Regions from separate parts of the Mus musculus genome. Here regions 1 and 2 are each linked to region 3. Evidence: chromatin contacts called from public Hi-C and promoter capture Hi-C data. All regions are on one chromosome and are shown on one strand. Each heading gives the region's core, a stretch centred on a gene start, on an enhancer-like site or on the middle of the called end of the contact. The rest is flanking DNA. Distances are from core to core; before and after follow the strand shown.

Region 1 (4,071 bases), core at 1,362-3,861, 700 kb after region 3:
GATAGGGGAAACATGTTTTTCACTGAGTCGAAAGATTAAAGTTGGTTGTAAAAAGGGGTGGGGGCTGAGGGAGAATTATTGGTTGCCCAACTAATGATTAGATACAGAACTTCAAGGAGAAATTAAGAGCACAAAAGAGAGTCACACAGATAAGTGAAAACAGCTCCAAAGATATTAAATACAAGAGTCGAGGTTTAGCTGAGGTTGTAATCTCTCTTCCCATAGTCATCTCTGCTAAGCCATCCTCTCTACCCCATTCGATTTCCCCAGGACAGACTGCTGCAGCACACATCTGCAGGTTGGAATATCTAGTTTCTCTCTCTCTCTCTCTCTCTCTCTCTCTCTCTCTCTCTCTCTCTCTCTCTCTCTCTCGTGTGTGTGTCTTTCTCATGTCTTCTTCCGTATGTCCCTCCCTTTGAGTCTGTCTGTCTCTCTGTGTGTCTTTTTATCTGTCTCTCCCTGTGTGGTGTTTCTATCTCTGTCTCTCTGTCTCTTTGTCTCTCTGACTCTGTCTCCCCTCTCCCCTCTCCCCTCTCCCCTCTCCCCTCTCCCCTCTCCCCTCTCCCCTCTCCTACATCTTGGTAATCACTCTACGGACTTTTTAGCCCAGAAGAATGTAGACACAAGAGGAGAAAAAGAGATATACCCCCTCCTTTAAAAAACAAGACAAAATAAAACACATTGTGACTGGTTTCTTTCAAAGCATGCTTTCTCAGCACTATATACCCTCATCTCAAGCTAACCCCACTAGCTCTCTTGATTTGTTACCCTCAGCCATTCTGCCACCCTTCCTGTCCTTGCAAACCTAGAAACATTTTTAAGGTTTTTCATTTCAAAGACCTCAGCAGGCAGCAGTAAGGACATAGTCACAAGCTAACAGTGTGGGTCTGTGGTATAGTATATGCTTAATCATGCACAAGGCTCTGGATTCCATTTCTACCACCATATACACAGAAAAGAATCCATATCCGTGTATTAAGAGCTATGGGGAAAAAAATTAAAGTATTTCTTCGCACAGCCTGACCAGGAGAGGTTTACAGATGAGAAACAAGTTTCTCTTGGGAAGGGTGGACTAGAGATCTTGAAAAGGCCTCTATTTGACTCTCCTCCAGGCATCCGACCTCAGCCCTAGTACTGGTGTGTTTGCACAGAAACCTCCAGAAAGGACCTCAGCTCTCAAGACAAAAGCTTTCTCGATGAACTTTGAAGAACATGGTTCATAAATACAAGAAAGAAAAAAAAAAATCCCTCTGCATCACTGTGAAGAACTGACTCTGTTCCAAAATGAATTTATGATGAAAAGAAATATTTAAATTGAAATTAAAATATTAACATCAGGGCAAGGCCTGACTCATACAGCTATACCACAAACACTCTGAATACTTTCACATATCCCTGAAGTTAATGTATTCATATTTAGATTTGCAATATTGTGCTTTAGAATAATTTTAGTACAAAAATACCAAACTAGTCTCTTATAGCTTTGAATCTAGTCTAGTCACACACACACACACACACACAAGCAGTGTCACCCTGATCTCTTATTTAATGCTCAACATTCAAGGTACACAATTTAATGTTCATTGTGGATTGTCCATAGATTTATGATGGCTGTAGAGATGTTCATAAAATCTGAGCTATGCAAGGCTTTCGGCATCTGTCTCATTTTTATCAGAACCATAAAAATCATCACCCTCTTGTTCCTAGTCAGTCTTTCCTGCTAGATAATATAAACCAGAGAAAAATAACGTTGTATCTGAGTGTCTACTTTAAGTAGACTCTGTTGCAGAGGTGTGTGTGTGTGTGTGTGTGTGTGTGTGTGTGTGTGTGTGTGTCTGTCTGTCTGTCTGTCTGTCTGTCTGTCTGTCTGTGTATACAGAATAGTGATGGTATGTCTGGAAATGGAGAGAGAAGAATATTGAATTAAACTACATATGTTTGAGGATTAAACAGGCTCTGTACGAAGCTCTTCCTAGTACCAACTGTCTTATGAACCAGAACGATGCTGCTGTGGGGCACCACTCGTTTTAGCCATGCGCTGACCTGTCCTACGCAGGAGCACAGTCTCTCAAGTGTACACAGAGAGGGGAAGCAGGTGCTTCGACTCCCCAGCATCTGGTTTAAATGACCACAATGCTGAGAGCACCTGCAGCCAGCATTTCAGCCAAGTCTGGCCTCCCATTGTATTCAACTGTTCTTTCTGCCTTAAGCAAAAAAGGCATTGTTTATCTGATTTGCCAAAGGATCTCCGGGGAGGTGGAGAAAGACCGGACAAACAAAGCTAAAACTGAGCGCCAGTGGACCGCACGGGAGGATCTTGATTATTTGTGACTATCCACGGGGATCTTTCATCCTGACTAAACAGAGAGAGAGAGAGGAGGGGGCCCCACGGGGACATAGAGAGACAGACAGAGACAGAGAGAAAATATCAGCTGCATTTGGTGCTGCGGGTTTAAGAGCAGAGCAGAGAATAATCTTACTGAGAAGGTGGAGCTGTAGTTTGTGTGCTAAATGTTCAGTCTATGCACTTTCCACGTTCCTAGTTTAGAGCAACTACGCACTGAGAGAGCTGACTGCCTCTAAACGATGTCAAAAGCAGTAGTAACCTTGGTTCAGACTTTTCAAATCAAGGTATGAAGAGCAAATAAAACTGACCCACGGAGGGGGGGGCAGTTAGAGGGGGGGACAAAAACCAAAACCCAAAACAAACCTGTGGTCGATGTGTTAGAACCAAAATAAAATGACCAGTCGTATTTTCAAGAACACGGAAAATAAAGTCTTCCTGCGTAGTGTTTGCTTAGTAAATAATTCTGTGGAGCCCCTTTATTTCCTTTTTTCTTTTCTTTTCTTTGTGTAGAGCCCCAACTAGTGGGAGATTGGAAAACTGCACCTGAAGAGAGGCCATTTAAATGGAGGTGACCATTGGACTTCCGGCCAGCATATGAGCACTTTAGGACAAGGCTGATTTTCAGGTGTGAGACTGCAGACAGGTGCTAAGAGGGGAGGGTTGTGAAACTGCCTTCTTCTTAACTTTCTGCATGCTAAAGGGCAACCTGGCGCCGAGGAAAGCAAACACACTCTCTGGCATGTGAAATGACTCAGTGCACTCTAGCTACAGCTAATTCGAGAAAGGAAAATAAATTCTGAGTTCAGAACTTATATGCCTCAAAGATCTTTTTTAAAAGAAAGGGGACAACATCCTGTAACCGAAAAGAAAAAAGAAAAAACTGCACAGGCTGGAGGAAAAAGAGCCGGTTTCACATGTTAAATGAGAATTCAGTTAGAAATATTTTTACCCAGTTGGTAGTTTTTACTGAGAAGAGATAAGAATGTGCTGTGTTGTGATAAGAGGAGCTAGCTGTAGGTAGACCAGCAGGCCGGAGGCCATCATGCAGGAGAGATCAGAACTTCAATGAAGAATGAGACAGAAACGCCTAGAAAAGTGGGGTGTACTGTTCTGAACTCAGAATTTATTTTCCTTTCTTAAATTAGCATAGACAGAGTGTGCTGACTCATTTCACTTGCTAGAGAGTGTGTTTGTTTTCTAAGGGGACTGAATCTCAGGAGCTGCTGGGATTTTAAGTTTGTTTCTTTGTTTCTTCTTCCATCCTTTCAAAAACTCTCATTCTGCTCAATTGTTTTTAAAATAATGTTTCCTTTGACAAAAAGTGGCAATAAAATGCAGACAGCCTGGAAAGGCTATTAAAGAAATAATCCACGATGAGTTCATTAATTAAAGTATAAGAATGTGCATCAGGGGTTGTCATGCAGGCTTCAGGGTGTTTGTGGAACTCCCTAACAAGAAAGATCTATAGTGTGTGTGTGTGTGTGTGTGTGTGTGTGTGTTTCTGAATTCTCAAAGAATCCCATAAAAAACAAACAAACAAACAAACAAATCCAACTACACAGGAATCTGCACATAGACAAAAACCAACCACATTGTCATAGATGTGCCTCAGAGTGGTCTGACTTCAGAGACTGCATAGAAAAGCCCCACAGAGTCATCAAGCCATGTCTAGGGCATCTCACAGAGCAGATGCTAACCTCCAGAGTCACAGGCTTCCCTGTGCA
Region 2 (4,113 bases), core at 1,216-3,715, 990 kb after region 3:
TGGACAGACAGACAGCTCCTGGACCAAGAGACAAGACACATCATCTCTAGACAATAGCACCACTCCTGTGTCCATTGCCATGACACCCACTGTACATCCTTTTGCGCATGCGTCACGGTCCAGGTAAAAGACCTGTACTCTTGGTGCACCCAGCACTTGGGAGGCAGAGGCAGGCAGATTTCTGAGATCAAGGCCAGCCTGGTCTACAGAGTGAGTTCCAGAACAGCCAGGACTACACAGAGAAACCCTGTCTTGAAAAACAAACAAACAAACAAACAAACAAAAGACCTGTACTCCAAGCCACAGCCCCCTTTTCTCTTTTTCCCTCTCATCCCCTTGGAGGCTCCTCTACCAATAAAACTTCCTACGGGAGTCCGGCAGCGTGGTGGACCTCCAGGATTGTGCCGCTTATTCTAACAGCAGGTCCCACCTGCACTCCAGAAGAAACATAGAACATAGTAGCCACCAGAATCTGTCACACAGCATAACTTTATTGCTTCTAAGCTTTCAAACTTAACATTATGAATATAATCCCAGCAATTTCAAACACAGGACGCTCATACAATCGAGCACAAATCCAGAATGCATCTGACATAAACTTTCATGGCTTTCTTACTTCTCTAGCCTTCTTTCTTTTCTCCAGATAAATTTGAACACTGGAGCAAATTCCAAAGTGGTGAGTGGGAACAAAGGCCGGGAAGTCAAATGGTTTCCAGCCGTCCATGGTACAGAAACTGGGATGCTTGGCCTTTGTTCTTGTCATCTCTAGTCTTGGTTTCGTGGTCGTTCTGAGGCTTAAAACGGATTCCGATTACTCAATAAATAATGTTTGTCATGGGGACCAAAAAGATGGCCCAGATTGGCCCAGATGGCCAAGCTTGATGATCCACGTTGGATCCGCAGAACCCATGAAAAGGTGGAATAAGAGGAACCTCTTACACAAAGTTGTCCTCTGTCCTCCAGTCCCCTCTGCACAGCAGACACATAAACAGTGATAATACATGTTTTTAAAACTAGAAAAATGAGCTGAGTGTGATGTACACTCCTTGAATCCCAGCACTGGGGAGGCAGAGGCAGAGGCAGAGGCAGAGGCAGAGGCAGAGGCAGAGGCAGAGGCAGAGGCAGAGGCAGAGGCAGAGGCAGAGGCAGAGGCAGAGGCAGAGGCAGAGGCAGAGGCAGAGGCAGAGGCAGAGGCAGAGGCAGAGGCAGAGGCAGAGGCAGAGGCAGAGGCAGAGGCAGAGGCAGAGGCAGAGGCAGAGGCAGAGGCAGAGGCAGAGAGGCAGAGGCAGAGAGGCAGAGGCAGGTGGATCCCTTTGAGTTTGTGGCCAGTCTAAACCATATAGTGAGTTTCAGAACAGCCAGGGCTGTGTGGAGGGACCCAGTCTCAAAACAAGAAAGCAAGCAAACAAACAAACAAACAAAGTAACTACTAAATCAATCAAACAAACAAACAAATAAACAAATTAACTAACTAATAAAATAAATTACCTAATAAAACAAATAAAAAACACGAGAAAAAAAAATGTCCTTCTTGGAGTCATCTCTACCAGAATGGTTATATAAAATGAAAATCAGCAAAAAGGATGGCACTGAAATCTTTAAGTTGTGTGTCTCATTTTTCCTCCTTTGGTCAGGTCCAAAGGAAACTCAGAGTTAACTGCGGTGCTATTAGCATATCAAAGCACTGTCTCCACCTTGCAAGTACCTGCTAGCATCCTGGCTAGTCTCAGCTCTTCTCACCCCACCCTCCACCCTAAACTTCTTTACCCCTGCTTTCCTTCGCCCAGCTGCGTGTTCCTACAGGATCCTGACATTTTGGTCGTTCCTTCTCTTGGCTTTTAGCTCTCCGCGATCTTTATCTACGTCTTCTCTGTCTTCTCTTCTTCTCTTCCTCACCCCCACCCCATGTGCCACCTTCGCATGGCCTGGTTCAGTCTGTGGCTCATATTCAGTGTTCTACAAACTCTCCCTGTTCTAGACTCTTTCAGATGCCTCGGGCTATACTCCCGCTAGTATCTACAGTAAAAACCTCCTCAAACACGACTTGGAAAGGTCATGCCCGTATTTATTCACAGTTACCACGTAGTTTGGTCTACTGAAGAAAATAAAAACCTCATAGAGGCAAAAATGCATGTGACACTTGCTTTAAATTGCCCCTCCCCCCCTTTTTCCTATTATTTGAACTTATGTGGCATTTGTGTTTTGTCTTTTATGATCTATGTCCTTTATCTTTTTTTTCCCCCTTTAACCAACCTATTTACTCACAAATAAACACTGCCCCTTTTCTGCCCAGTACACATATATATCCCACACCTCTCTGGTGATTTTTCTTGTCTGTGGCCGGGTGAGAAGGCAGATAGTTGCTTCCCGTGCTGGTGCTCACCTCCATCACTCTCCACCAAGGGTAGCCCAGGGTCTGGGCCGAAGACTGGTTACCATGAGTCTTTACCAACTTAGAGCCTCGCGAGTTCCGCACCCTGCTGGCACCCGCTGGCTGCCCGCCTGCCTCGGAGCGCGCGCCCGAGCCCGTCCCCGCCGCTGGGAGCGGCTCTGATCGGCTGCGCCCTGCTTGAGCGGGCGCGGGAGGACGCGTCCGGGATCCCGGCGGGTGCGGGCGGGCAGCGGGGCGAGAGCGGTTCGGACCGTGGGTTTTCGAGTCACCAGAGCCGCCTGCCACTGCTCACTCGGCTGGAAAGTTCTACGGGCTCCATCGGGAGCGTCGTGAAGGCCGGGAAGGTAAGCTGAGAGCCGCGCGGGAGTGGCAGCCCAGCAACTTCGCAGGGCTGCCCGGACCGGGAACGGGGAAAGGCTCAGACCCCCGTTGCGCGTCCCCTCTGTGCGCGCCCTGGAGCCCGGTGCGCGCCGCGTGGCTTGCAGCTCCCCTAGGGATCGCGGGAGAGCGAGCGGTCCTCCCCCCAACGAAGCTGCCAGACCAGTGCTCCAGAACCTTCGCGGCGCCCTAGGCACCTGGTGCCCCAAGGAAAATATTTCGAGAGGAAAAGCAGATCCTGGGGCCCTGGCAGGTGTGCGTTTCACCATGGGCGAGTCATGCCCTGTAACACTTTCCTTTCCAAGACTAAGACCCCAACTGGGGTCTGTGCAGTTAGGGCGTGTGGTAGGTGCTGGGGTCAAAGGGCAGCTAGACTCTGACCTGCTTTCTGTACTTGGAGATCCCCTTGCCAGAGAAAGAACGACATTTATACACCCCACATGTCATCTCATCATCAAGATTGGTTTTAGCGGTTTAGTTTTGAGAGTCTGTATTGTAGGAAAGGATCAAAGACAGTGTCAAAATGCAGTACAAAGATCGAGGGGGAGAAATTTCAGCCAGGTAACATCTGGGGAAAGTGAAAAAGAAAAAAAGAAAAAGAAAAAAATACTAAAAGGATAAACATTTAATAAATTAATGGAAAGTAGGTTTAGAATCCCACTTTTAAAAGAAAATTGAATCAAAAATAACAAAATTACCCACCCTCCTGATGTTTCTGTTTCAATTTGCACGCTTGCAAAAGTGCAATTAAACTTAGTGACAGCCTTGGAAAAAGTATTATTGGTGCCTGTTGTTGTTGCCTTTTGTGACTATTTTGTTTCCCTGCTCATTTTTTAATTCTAAAATCTATTGCACGAAATATTTATTCTAAGCTAGTACAGTAATTAGGTGTTGTCCTTCATGGTAGAAAACAACAGCAACAGAGCTATAGACACAAACAAAAAAAATGGACCTCAGTTTCCCCATTTGCAAAAATAAAGGGATTAATTGGTTCCAGTTTCCAAATAACCCGAGGTTCTTCTGTCCTGGAAAATCTGTGTGTGGTCTTCAATAGTTTGAGATACTAAGCCAAACTGAAATCTAAAGCATTCTCTGTTGTCAAAACTTTATGGTTAAACAGGAGGCATTCAATAGTTAAGCTTATTAATCCAATTAGTTTTTCAAAATAGCTGAATCATTGTGTAGCCTGTGCTTGAGAATGCTTTCGTTCGTTCTATGCTGTTGATGTCACAGGAAGCCAAGATCCCAGAGTACAATCTTCAAGGCTCACGTGGACAGCTACAGCCCCTCTGTCTGCTCTTTCTGACCAGGAGAATCTGGAAGCATTCGCTATGATGTGTAAC
Region 3 (3,962 bases), core at 1,444-3,943:
TTTACCTGTTTCCCTTTCTCTCTCTCTCTCTCTCTCTCTCTCTCTCTCTCTCTCTCTCAGTGACTTTGAATTCATGCTCCTCGAATGTTGAAATTACAGGCATGTGTCACCATGTCTGACCTTTAGCTTCTGTCAGCCTTTGGGTTGTGGGTGGGAGGCCCAGAAGGAGTGGGTTATAAGTTCACATAACCCATGCTGGCCTCGGATTTGCATCCATCTTACCGCTACCTCCTGAAGCTGGAAGTATAACAGGCACGGAATTACTTTTCCCAATATATTCTTTCTTTTCTTGGAAAATAATACATGAGAAGAAATACTTGGGGGAAAAATGCTCTCCCAACCCGTTTATGTACACCAAAGTCATTTTGGGAAACTTTTATTTTTTTTTATTTTTATTAAAGTAAATTTATAAACTATGACTTTATATTTTTCATTCTGAAAGCTGTGTCTTTTACTAGAGGTGATGGTAATCCAACAATGAGAGCTCATGGTTAATAATATATTTGATTCTTTTCATGTGACATGAAAGTATTGCTTACACCCATGGAAGGAGTTACAGAGACAAAATTTGGAGCTGTGACGAAAGGATGGACCATCTAGTGATTGCCATATCCAGGGATTCATCCCATAATCAGCTTCCAAACGCTGACACCATTGCATACACTAGCAAGATTTTGCTGAAAGGACCCTGATATTGCTGTCTCTTGTGAGACTATGCCGGGGCCTAGTAAACACAGAAGTGGATGCTCACAGTCAGCTAATGGATGGATCACAGGACCCCCAATGGAGGAGCTAGAGAAAGTACCCAAGGAGCTGAAGGGATCTGCAACCCTACAGGCGGAACAACAATATGAACTAACCAGTACCCCGGAGCTCTTGACTCTAGCTGCATATGTATCAAAAGATGGCCTAGCTAGCCATCACTGGAAAGAGAGACCCATTGGACTTGCAAACTTTATATGCCCCAGTACAGGGGAACGCCAGGGCCAAAAAGTGGGAGTGGGTGGGTAGGGGATTGGGGGGGGTGGGGTGGGTATGGGGGACTTTTGGGATAGCATTGGAAATGTAAACGAGGAAAATACCTAATAAAAAAAGAGAGAAAAAAAAGTATTGCTTAGCTGCTTTAACAAGTGGTATTGCTAATAGATTGAATTTTTTTCACTTACTTGTAAGAAGTGCTTTAATCTAATGATATTCATTTACTGATAACCCATCTAGATACATTATAGACAGTCAGTGAATATTCTAACTAATGCAATTATAATCTCTAGAAAGAGGACCTAAGAATGTAGCTCAGTGGTAGGACACAGAGCGTCCTGGCTTTGGCCCTTAGAATGTGGTAGGGATTGTATGTGCAAAGTAATAAAAAGATACCTGCACACCTCAAGTGAATGGCTTCCTAAAGGGAGTCTTCCTGAGTGTCCTGTAAAAGTGAAATGAAATTTACTTTGCCATGTTTTCAATTTGGAAGATAATGAGAGTAAGCACGGTGTTACTCTGTCTGTAAGAGGTTGTTTGAGTCAGGAAGATAAGGATGTGTACACAATGGCTAGTGCACTTTAGGAGAGATAGAAATGTAATGGATCAAGGATCTGTTTGTAACTTCACTGTGGTCTTTACTCTCACTTGGGTGGATGTGAAAGAGATGCCCCACAGTGGGGGCAAGGCAGGGTGGCCGTGGTGCGGCATCTGTCACTCTCTGCAGTGCGCGTCCTTCAGCTGCCTTGACTGTATAAGTACCTCAGCTCTCTGTTCTATTACTGCCCTCCCTTGTCTCTTGAGTTCCTATCATTGCAATTTCAAAGCCTTCCTAATTGAGCTGGGCCTTCTGGTTCCAAAGGCCACACATTTGTGATTGCTAGTGTCAGTTATAGGTGTGATATCCTTAGGAACATACAAGAGGTAACTTCACAGATGAGGATTTTTGGGAACAGTGCAGATTGTGTCAAATGGGCAATAATTACTAAATTAATTTTTAAAATATTTGTAGCTATCATGATAATGAAATGTGGCATGCTGTGAACACTGGTGAGCGGGGAAATGTAGTCAATGTAGTTCTCCTGAGACGCTAACTTATGTCTGCATACTTGTTTTGTGTGTATTTCCTTTAATAGAGTTTTCCAGAAAAGGACCTTCTACACTGTCCATCCAAGGATGCGGTTGAGGCTCACTTTATGTCGTGTATGAAAGAAGCTGATGCTTTAAAGCATAAAAGTCAAGTGATCAACGAAATGCAGAAAAAAGACCACAAGCAGCTCTGGATGGGACTGCAGAATGGTAACTACACAGTGCCTGACTCCTGATTCTGTATACCGTAGTACGCAGCCATAGCCCTGTGAGCAGGTCATGCTTTAGCCGTATGAGTTGGCCCTGGCTACCAGGCCCAAATCCACACAGTATGTACTCCACTTCAGATCTGCACAGTCATCTCTTCCATTTCAGCTTGCCAGTGTTGCTGTGTTCCTGATTCTCTCTCGTAGGCTGGTCACTTATGATTTTAGAAAGAGTGTGGTCCTCATTTCTTAGACATGGCTCTATTTTGGATCATAGTTGGAAGATGAATGCATCCTGAAAGGTCTCTACTCACACCAGGGCTGCAGCTTCGGCCTCCGCTTCTTCACGGTAGTACATTTGCTCTGTGCTTGGCTTCTCCATTGCCACGCTGTGATTTCGACTCTGCCTGCAGGCTGGCTCCGTGAGTAAAGGCACTTGCCAACAAGCCTGACAGCCAGCGCTCAGCCTCCCACCCGTGGAAGGAGAGGACTAGCCCCGTGATTGTCCTCTCTCTCCATGCCATGGTGCACACAGATAGATAGACATAAAGATGCTGAAGTTAGCTATGGAGTGTTTGTGAAGGCAGCTGCTCCATCGTCTCTGTCTAGAAGACTGCCTCTCCTTTTCTGCCCGTTGAACTTCTCACGTCTTTACAGTGTCTATATGGTCACCTTTTGTAGGAAGCCTTCTGTTTGTAGTTAGCAATGTGTATCTAACTTGTCCTGACATTGCAGAGAAGGTGTGGTCCTCCAGCACCTGGGGTCACATAGCCAGCTCCTGGACTGCAGGCAGCAGGGTGGGGCTCCTGTACTTGGTGTGTGTGCCAGGGGCACTGCCCTGTACATGCCTTTTGTTCTCTGGTGTTCCTGCACTGCTGTTTTCTATCTTGCACTGCAGAATGCTCAAGGGGTTGGCATATATCTTACATTTTTATCCTCAAAACATGGTGTTACTTTCAGCGTAAAAGACATAAGTTTTGATTTACTTTTTTTTTTTTATCTCTTTCTCACATGACCAGGAAGTACTATTAAAGTGTTTCATAAATAGTGTAATATTCTTAGTTTAAATTATTTATGGAAATGGCTTTTTATATTTAAGGACTTTTTTTTTTTTTTTTTTTTTTGGTAACAAGGTCCTGATTGTGAGGTCATAGAGCTGTTGTCACCTTTGTGTCGATGTAGTTGTAAATTTGTCCAAATTCAAACAAAGCAGGTGGGCCACTGTTCCATTCAGAGCTGCACCTGGAGAACAGCAAAGCTAAGCACAAGTTTCAACGATTTTTGAATACTTTCAAATGCTAATTTTAATTTTGAAGCTCTCTGAAGGAGAAATAAGAAAAGCTTATGAAACCAAGAAAACTCATTTAAGGCATAATGTGCCTTTCAGTTTTTTATAGGCTTTCAGTTTAGAAACGAGAATGTGCCACCTCTCTGAAACAGTTAATGGTGACAACAGAAAAGAAAGTAGCATTTTTATTTATGGGACAGTTGTCAATTCATGTGGAGTATTTCTGTTCAGCGTCACACTGTATGGGGAGATTTGAGGAAATCACTAAAAGATTACAAGAATGGTACAAGGCTCAGCGTTTAGCCAGTCTTCTCTGAGTGTAGCTACTCCTTTTTCTGTTTGGGTTTTTTGAGACAAGTCGTTCAGCCTAGACAAATGTTTAGTCCCCTGCCTCAGCTTCC

The links. Promoter capture Hi-C pulls out the DNA fragments that hold promoters and counts their contacts. Hi-C and Micro-C count contacts between places; a contact is called where the count stands out from the background.
Region 1: a Hi-C map of cerebral cortex shows a contact between it and region 3, with 2.1 times the contacts expected there. The contact joins two enhancer-like sites. A contact is called at or near these places in 16 of 39 promoter capture datasets (the 3T3-L1 cell line, the C10 cell line, the HPC-7 cell line and 11 more), 2 of 15 datasets of contacts at CTCF or cohesin (embryonic stem cells and large pre-B cells), 92 of 484 Hi-C or Micro-C datasets (3T3-L1-derived adipocytes, the AML12 cell line, the BV-2 cell line and 58 more), 24 of 115 datasets of contacts at active chromatin or transcription factors (the 230-238 cell line, the SCID.adh cell line, astrocytes and 19 more) and 2 of 9 other capture datasets (embryonic stem cells and liver).
Region 2: a promoter capture Hi-C map of hippocampal neurons shows a contact between it and region 3, with 2.6 times the contacts expected there. The contact joins the promoter of Popdc3 here to the enhancer-like site in region 3. A contact is called at or near these places in 4 of 39 promoter capture datasets (cranial neural crest, embryonic stem cells, hippocampal neurons and 1 more) and 2 of 115 datasets of contacts at active chromatin or transcription factors (embryonic forebrain and embryonic stem cells).

The regions. Positions count from the first base shown.
Region 1 is chr10:44,998,135-45,002,205 of GRCm38.p6, forward strand. No RefSeq gene overlaps it. Among named protein-coding and RNA genes, the nearest start is that of Gm40639, 24 kb to the right of the region's middle. Within about 2 kb of position 2,612, at least 127 of the 459 cell types and tissues checked have an H3K27ac peak or open chromatin away from gene starts, as enhancers often do. A contact at or near this core is called in cerebral cortex, where this site is marked.
Region 2 is chr10:45,286,840-45,290,952 of GRCm38.p6, forward strand. It overlaps Popdc3 (popeye domain containing 3), which reads left to right and starts at 2,466. Exons shown (of 4, transcript NM_024286.1): 1 at 2,466-2,736. It overlaps Gm15934 (predicted gene 15934), which reads right to left and starts at 2,577. Exons shown (of 2, transcript NR_155869.1): 1 at 2,384-2,577; 2 at 472-794.
Region 3 is chr10:44,301,453-44,305,414 of GRCm38.p6, forward strand. Atg5 (autophagy related 5) reads left to right here. Exons shown (of 8, transcript NM_053069.6): 5 at 2,115-2,277. Among named protein-coding and RNA genes, the nearest start is that of Atg5, 35 kb to the left of the region's middle. Within about 2 kb of position 2,694, at least 14 of the 459 cell types and tissues checked have an H3K27ac peak or open chromatin away from gene starts, as enhancers often do. A contact at or near this core is called in cerebral cortex and hippocampal neurons, where this site is marked.